2 separate regions of the Zea mays genome follow, and region 2 is linked to region 1. The links are chromatin contacts, called in public Hi-C maps. All regions are on one chromosome and are shown on one strand. The core of a region is the stretch at or near the end of the contact, and the rest is flanking DNA. Distances in the headings are between cores, read along the strand shown. Region 1 holds the start of LOC100283035. Region 2 holds the start of LOC100281023 (Grx_I1 - glutaredoxin subgroup III).

Region 1 (4,022 bases), core at 558-3,057:
TCAGCGCAGCCCTGTCCAGACCCAGAGCCACGAAGCTTCATTTAACTTGTGCGGTTCGCGTGATAGTGCTTGCGGCCGCAAGTGACGGTGGGTTTGGTGGTGCTGGTGCTGCTGCTGGAGCGTAGCGTGTGATTGAACCCGGGCGAGGTGAGACTGTGAGAGCGATGGCATGTCCGTCAGCGTGTGGTCGCCAACGCCGAGCAGCTCTCGTTGAGCCGTCGGTTTTCTTCGATCTCTTCTCCCGGCCTCAGCTCAAGCTTGTTGTTCAAGTGGCGACGGGTGCCTCAGTGCTCACCTGTCGCCGGCCGACGTTATTTTTTTCTCGCACGCAGCGTCCGTCCAGTGTCTCGCTCGCGTACGCTCAGTAGTCATACGCACATGGCGAGATCTGCAGGGGCCAAATCCCGATCCGATCACTCGGCGATGGACTTTAATTACCCAGCTCTCGTCGAATCCACCACACTTCTGAAAGTCTCAACTCAAACCAGAGATTTCCCATGACACCATGTCCAATTGTCCACTGTACTTGGCAGCTTCAGATTTCCTTTTTAGAGTTATTATATTATGTGCTGTCGAGGGCTTGAGAACACCATGTCCAATTGTCCACTGTACTTGGCAGCTTCTGCTTGGCGTGTCGCCGAAGACGAACGGGACTGTCGATTGAGCGGGCCTTGCTGATCGGCGGTCCTTCTCCGGCCGCTGCCGCATCGCCGTCGCCGGTATCTCCCTCGCGCGCCTTCGTCTCTGCCTACTTCCACTCCACCGCTGCTTTCTATGACCGCCCCCCTCGCATTTTCCACGCCGCTGCAGACGCAAATACGCACTGGCGTAGCCACCGCCCACCAATTTCCGCGGCGGTTGGTTCAGGGAAACCCAGCAGATCTGCACAGCAGCGTTCAATAAGATTTTCACTGTAAGAATTCAGACCTCTAGTAAGAATTCAGTGTAATTCAGGAGGGGGCTGCTGTTTGCATCGTATATACACGCCGGACGGGTTTTCAGTGCGCACGTCGTCGTGGCCGCGTTGCGCAGACGCTGTCACTGCATTTACAGCTGTGGTCTGAAGCTGACACGCAGCTTGCATTAGAAGAAGAAAGCAGGGGCGTAGACTGTCGGTGGGATTCGTCTTTGCCCAGTTGCCTCTCAAACACAGCATGATTACCATATTATTCTTTTCTTTTCTTTTTATTATTAGTACAGACAAATCAGCATACGTACATGATGCAGCACTGCATAGCTGTCAAGCAGCCACTTTGTTTGTCTTTCCCCGCGCTAGCTGATGAATATACAGAAACTCCCAGTCCCAGCCGACAGAACTGTCGCGGCCACCATATGCACGGCATACATACAGATGAGAGGCCAGGCCAGGCTGTACACAGATCCAAAGAAACATCTTGCACTGTATCGATGTAGAGAAAGGAAAAACGAAAAAAAGAAGGGAAAAGGAGATATTTGGGGCTCCCTTTTTGCGTTGCAGTTGCAGTGCCATTGCAGGTAGGACATCACTCTCTGGCAAGTTGGCAAGCCTGACTCGACGCCACATGCGGCAGCCCGCAAGTACGTACGTGCAATCGTGCATACGCATACGAGCAGAGTACAGGCACGCCTACCTGTATGGCGCTACCAACGTGCTGTCATGGTAGCTTGCTGAGCTGAAGCTCCGGTCCGGTGGTTGGAGGATCACATCGCGGCGCACGTAAAGAGAGAAGAGCGCTGGTTGGGGTGCCGTGACACCTGACTTGCCACGGTCGCAAAGTTCGCCCTATAAGGGCCAGCCAGGCTCGAACGTGCCGGTGCCGGTGCTCCCCGCGCAAACACGCACGCACACTCTGGACGCGCGCTGGCTGGCTGCAACTGCAAGGCGTCGCCACCAACCGCAGCTATAATAGGTGTATTGAACAGGCAGGCAGAGCAGGGCAGGCAGTGTAGGCTCCATCAGATCCAACGCCACCAGCTAGCAGCAGCAGCAGCAGCATGGCCACCACCAGCACGCCTCGCCTCGCCACCCTCCTGGTGCTCCTGGCGGCGGCGTCACCGCTGCTGAGCGCAGCTCAAAAGGCCGCCCCGAAGGCTCCGGCGGCGGCGAAGGCGGCGCCAGGGCCGGCGGCGTCGTCGTCGTCCGGCGCGGGCGCGGCGGACGCGGCCCCTCCCACAGACGTGAACAAGGCGCTCAAGGACGACCAGTTCAGCGAGTTCAAGCAGCTGCTGCACGACACGCGCGTGGACACGCAGATCAACGCGCAGCTGACGGACAGCTACAACGGGCTGACCATCATGGCGCCCACCAACGCCGCCTTCGACAAGATGAAGGCCGGCGTGCTCAACGGGCTGTCGCCGCAGGACCAGATCCAGCTCGTCCTCTACTGCGTGCTGCCCCGCTTCTACAGCCTCTCCATGCTCGGCACCCTCGACGGCAAGGTCAACACGCAGGGCTCCGGCCACGACGGGCCCTACAGGTACGACATCAAGCGGTCGGGCAACAACGTCAACGTGTCCACGGGCGTCAACTGGATGCTGCTGGGCAGCCCCGTCAGCAAGGACTTCCCGCTCGCCATCTACCCCGTCGACAAGGTGCCGCTCCCCTACGAGCTGTTCGGGCCCAAGCCGCCCACCCCGGCGCCCGCGCCGGCCCCGGCACCCGCCAAGTCCAAGACCAAGAAGAAGAAGAAGGCCGCCGGCATCGCCGAGCCGCCCACGGCCGACGACGACACCTCCGCCTCCGACGACCAGAAGGCGGCCGCCACGCCCGGCGCCGCCGGCAGCTGGGCCGCCGCCGCGCTCTCGGCGCTCGCCGCTGCTGCCCTCGGCGCCGGCCTCTTCTGATGGGGAGAGGGAGGATAGAGTCAGTCACCATCGTTCAGATTTGAGATCACACGGCGCGGCGCTACTGCGGTGGCGATCGATCGCTCCTGCGCCGCGCGCCGTGCATTGCCATACAATGTCGCACGGTCGATACGATCATAGAGTTGGTGTGCCCCATCCATCCATGTACCCATCCATGCATTTGTGGCTTTATTAATTCTTTCTTCCCCTTCCTTTCTCTCCCCTTTTCCTTTCGGCGGATTTCTATTGGTGATTTGTATTTGTAACCTAATGTGATGTACACAAGTAGTGCTTCCTCTTTCACTGGATGGATCTTTGGCCTCCGAGATCTGGACCTGCTTTTGTTTGTTTAATCCGAGCGTACTATACGCTTAACATACTAGCTGGTTGCTTGCTGTAGCCGTGTCGCAGTCGCTTGTGTTCCAAGCATTTTCTTGCAGTGAAAAGAGAACAGGGAAGTGCAGACAGTGCAAGAGATCGGACAGACATGTGTGGTAGCAGTGCGTTGGACACCACACATCTTCCCTTTTGCTGCATCATGTCTTTTGCCTGAAACACGCACATAGCAATAGCAGCAGTTCCCTCCTTTGAGATGGCTGGCTGGGTCTGTCAGCCAGCGAGGTAAACCGTGCTCATCAGCAGAGACGCATTATATTATTGGTGGTTGCAACGTGATCCTGGACCCTTTTGCGCTGCCTCACCACAGTCACGTGCAGCCTACCAACTCTGGATCTGGTAGCCGTGGCCTCCCGTTGTTCTCGCGGTGGATTCAAACCGGCCGGTCGGTGATCAGCAGGGGCATGTGATCCTAGTCATGAGTTCTCGAGAGGGCAGATCTCGTCCGGTGTTTGCAGTGGACCCGTATTGCTCTGTCAGTTAGTCGCCGTACTGAGCATTTGAACCTCCTATTCAAATTGTGTGCCACTCGTACTTGTTTACTTCGTTTGTGCGACTCATAAATGAGTCTATTCGTTCAACCTTGTTAAACTATCGTTGCAATATAACTTTTCTTCATAAACAAGTCCGTTTTACCTCGTTCAACTACCATGATAATCTAGTTTTCCTTCCTAAACTTTCAAAATCGTTCAAATTAGCTTCGTGCTTAGATCCGGAGCGTACAAGTCTACAGGCGTTTAAAAGAAGCGCCAACAACTTAAGCTCAGGTCTGTGTGTGCGTTGTATATTGATCTGTTAGATAA
Region 2 (4,022 bases), core at 1,058-3,557, 170 kb after region 1:
CAGTGGTCAATCGAGACCTACTAGCTAGTAGCTCGCCGCGCCGGTCATCTTATCCGGAGTTCCGGACGAGCGAGAGAAGAAGAAAAAGGCCAGCAGAACCCAACGCATGAAGCGCGCCGACGACGTCACGCGGGATCGCCGCACGTATGCACGATACGATGCCATGCCCATGCACACACACGCAGCGTCGTCAGCGGCCGGCCGGCGGGTAGTGCATTATATTATTTGATCTTGTCCATTTCCTTCAAATCCGTATTGTTCCAGACGACGAGATGCATGGAGTGTCGTCCACACCTACCTAAACAATCTGACGTCAGAAACATGCACATACAAATCTCTCTTTTTTTTTGAAGAAATACACCAATTAATTAAATTTTAACATAATACCGAATGTTTGTAGTAATGATAAGCACATCCTGTTCTTATAATAACCTTATTTATCTAGAGCAAATACCGATGATGTTTTACGTAAGTCCATTTGCTATCCTAAAATAACTGTCTCTTTTGTTTAGAAAAAAAACGCAGGAATATTTACGCCATCATTTTGCGAGGGAAAAAGTCTGCCTGGTGGCCCAGGCGCTGATCTCAATCTCGCCACCAGCCCAGGTCATCATTTGAGCATTAGTTTTACGTAAGTCCAAATTTTCGTATGCATGCGTCATTTGAGCATTAGTTTGCAGATGATTCGTCCTTTCTTCGAGAAGCTTAATGCATCGTGTCGTGCTGTGGCGTGGCTAATCAGCGACCCAGGTACTACACTTGATGTCTAATCGTGTCATTTCGGCACTATACGACACTAATACTTAACAATATCCATGTCTATTCCACTTTAAGAGCTCAAAAAATATAGAAGATCTTTAAGACTATATATATATAATTTTAAAACTTGAATATTTATACTATTATAAAGTGAATTTATTATGTTTAAAAACATAATAAATTACAATTTACAAATCACATGTGCACATCACAATCACATCTGTATATCACCGGTTGGTTTTAAGTCGTGCCTAATGCGAAAGGACCTCTAGTTGAGTAGATTAGGTGATTAGAGTAGAACTCCTTAGGTTCGGGTTCGACTTTCCGTAGGAGCGAATTTCAAGTTGTGGTTAAAAAATCCACTTGTCTATCCTACGTTAAAACACAGGTCTAAGGCCCGGTCCCAGTCGCGGTCGTTCTCACATGGACTTCGGTGTCGATATGTATGTGTGGGTATGGGTTCGGGGGTTTTTCTCGACCTGTATGAAAAGGTCTTCTTCTTAATAACTGTCTTACCCCTCGTAAGTCGAGTTTTTATGTTGTGCCTAATTGAGCGGGCCACTTAATTGTGCTGGGTGGTGGCCTAAGCACGACATTAGACAAGTGTCGTATCGACATTGACACTATCTACCTGATTGATACCTGCGTGTGTGCAACCGGCCTCACGCGAGCCTGCTCCCGCAGATACAGAGGTTTCACGTGTATCGGCGGATGCAGGACAAAAGCTTCCCGCGAAGACGTGACTGCACCTGTACATGCAGGTCTGGCCACCTGCATACGGGCAAACAAACACGCGCAACAACCTGGTCAACGCATGCCGCATATGCGCGTAACCAAACACACGATATATGAATCGTGTCTGTGCCGTACTGAAGTATCACGAGTCGTGTCGTGCTTAGTGTCAGCTCATTTAGCACGACTTAATTGGTCATCTATAATTTATATTATAGTAAAAAGGGTTAGACAAAATATTTTAGAAAGAATTGAACAAAATCAATTATCCATATGTCTCTAAATTTCATCTTTTTTCCTTAGATTACAATTTCGAAGTTCGAGATTTTCAAATGCCGAATATCAACTTTTAAAAGTCATACGGCGGTTCATAGCACTATTTATATACTTGTCCTTATCCTTACGAGTCACAGCACTGCTGATACAACTCCAAAGCTACCACTCCAAAGCTTCCACGACTCCGCCGTTGCCGGCGGCCGCCGTCACGGGACCCCACGGCGTGGGCGCAGCTTCGTCACCAACCACGTCACCACCTCCCACGCGCTGCGCGTTGGCCGCGCCTGGCCTAGTCATCAGACTCTCCACGTGCTGCCGTCACGGACCGGCCGTCCCGACCAGAGGCCCGGGGGCGTGTCGGGCCCACCGAACCACCTCAACCGCGGCTGACGCCACGCCACGCCACCGCGGCGCGGTTGGCGCGAACCCTGCGGTCGCCGTCGTCCTCTCGGCCTATCTCACACACACTATGACGGCATCCCCGTCCGTCGCTGACCTCACCGCCCTTTATATATCAGGCTGCTACTCCTCCTGCTGCCCATCACACGACGCCACAAATCGCAACTCCCAACCGAAACGAGAACAAGGACGCCGTGTAAAAACTCGCGCGCGCCCCAGGAAGGAGAGGAAGAGGGAGTAATGTACCAGGCCATCCCGTACAGCGCCGGCCGGCCGTGGCCGCGGCCCGCGCCGGCGATGGGCGTCGAGGCCGCGGCGGCGGTGGCGGAGGAGGAGAGGCTGCTCGCGGCTGCACAGCAGCAGCAGCCGTCGGCGGGGGCGGAGGCGGCGGCGAGGGGGGAGGAGGTGCGACGGGCGGTGGCGGAGTGCCCCGTGCTCGTGGTGGGGAAGCGCGGGTGCTGCCTCAGCCACGTGGTGAAGCGGCTGCTGCAGGGTCTCGGGGTCAACCCCGCCGTGCACGAGGTCGCCGACGGCGCCGAGGCGAAGCTTATTGCCGGGGTCGTCGACGGCGGCGGCGACGTTGCCCTCCCGGCCGTGTTCGTCGGGGGCAGGCTCCTCGGCGGCCTCGACCGGCTCATGGCCGTGCACATCTCCGGCGACCTCGTGCCCATACTCAAGGACGCCGGCGCGCTGTGGCTCTGATGAGAGGACCAAGGCGTTCGTAGTCTCGCTCCCCCGTCCATCCTTCCTTGGCCTCTCCATCGTCGTCAGCTCCCCTTGTCCATGTTATTTTTAACTTGTTATTTTTACTCTATTAAATAGACCAGATAGGCATGCATATAGGACTTTTAACTCTTTCGGTAGAAACAGAATATTAGGTAGTTAGAACAATGGAGTACGTGTGTTAAGCGATTTACAGTATATATTTATCTTGGTTTCCCGTCATGTGAATATGAAAGAGTGCTGAAATTACCTGAGCTTTGAGTCCTGGACGTGTCATAATTGCACAGCAGTCAGTACAACTCATGAACGGTACAGGTCATCGGCTGCCGACTGGATTGGGATTTTCCTCCACACAAACCTTTTCTTTTTGCACAGAAAAAAATAGCACAGGTGTTCGACAAGGACGTGCGGATATGTCGTGTGATCATCACTCCCGTGATGTACGCGCGTCAGCTCGACATGATCACATATTAAATTCCGTTTAAGTTTCCTAATCTAGAAATGATTTACCGACACAGCGCCGAGAATTTTGCAACCATGGCACTTCCTTCGGCGGGCTTCAGATTATTGGCACCGCGATCGTCATAATTGAATCCGTGGCATTATAATCTCGACCGTTTTAAAAAATGGCATCGCGCTGCATTGATGGTCATTAGCATTTTTCGTGTGCCCGTCGTGCCCTCGCTCCGTTCGCTCTGTTACTTCTCTGGCCGCCGTCTTCGAGCGTCTTCCATTCTCCCTTCCCTGGCCGTCGTCTTCCTCGTCTCTCTTATCCATGTAGGGGTTGACGAGCGTCTCCGGCGGGTACTGGTCGATGCAGTCCTCCCACGCGCCGGCGTCGGCGAGGTCCCTGGTCACCTCCCAGTAGCAGCTGTTGCACTTGAAGCTGGAGCCGAAGGTGACCATGAGCATCCTGTCCCCGCGCTTGAGCCTCCACTTCGCCTCCATGTAGGAGAGCATGTACCAGAGGCTGCTCGCGGACGTGTTCCCCCACCGGTGAAGCGTCATCCCGGATGGCTCCACGTCGTGGGCGGTGAGCCCCAGGCTCTTCCTCATCGCCTCGATCACCACCGTCCCGCCAGGGTGGAGGCAGAAGTGGTCCACGCCGGCCTTGAAGTCGATCTTGGGGCAGC

What was found. Hi-C and Micro-C count contacts between places; a contact is called where the count stands out from the background.
Region 2: a contact with region 1 is called in a Hi-C map of tassel, with 5 times the contacts expected there. The contact joins the promoter of LOC100281023 here to the promoter of LOC100283035 in region 1. A contact is called at or near these places in 5 of 25 Hi-C or Micro-C datasets (bundle sheath, ear, endosperm and 2 more).

Annotation. Positions count from the first base shown.
Region 1 is chr8:70,850,339-70,854,360 of Zm-B73-REFERENCE-NAM-5.0, forward strand. LOC100283035 reads left to right here and starts at 1,808. Exons shown (of 1, transcript NM_001155937.2): 1 at 1,808-3,491. The coding sequence starts at 1,975. The coding sequence ends at 2,823.
Region 2 is chr8:71,019,869-71,023,890 of Zm-B73-REFERENCE-NAM-5.0, forward strand. LOC100281023 (Grx_I1 - glutaredoxin subgroup III) reads left to right here and starts at 2,308. Exons shown (of 1, transcript NM_001153942.3): 1 at 2,308-3,143. The coding sequence starts at 2,407. The coding sequence ends at 2,868. It also overlaps the pseudogene LOC103636996.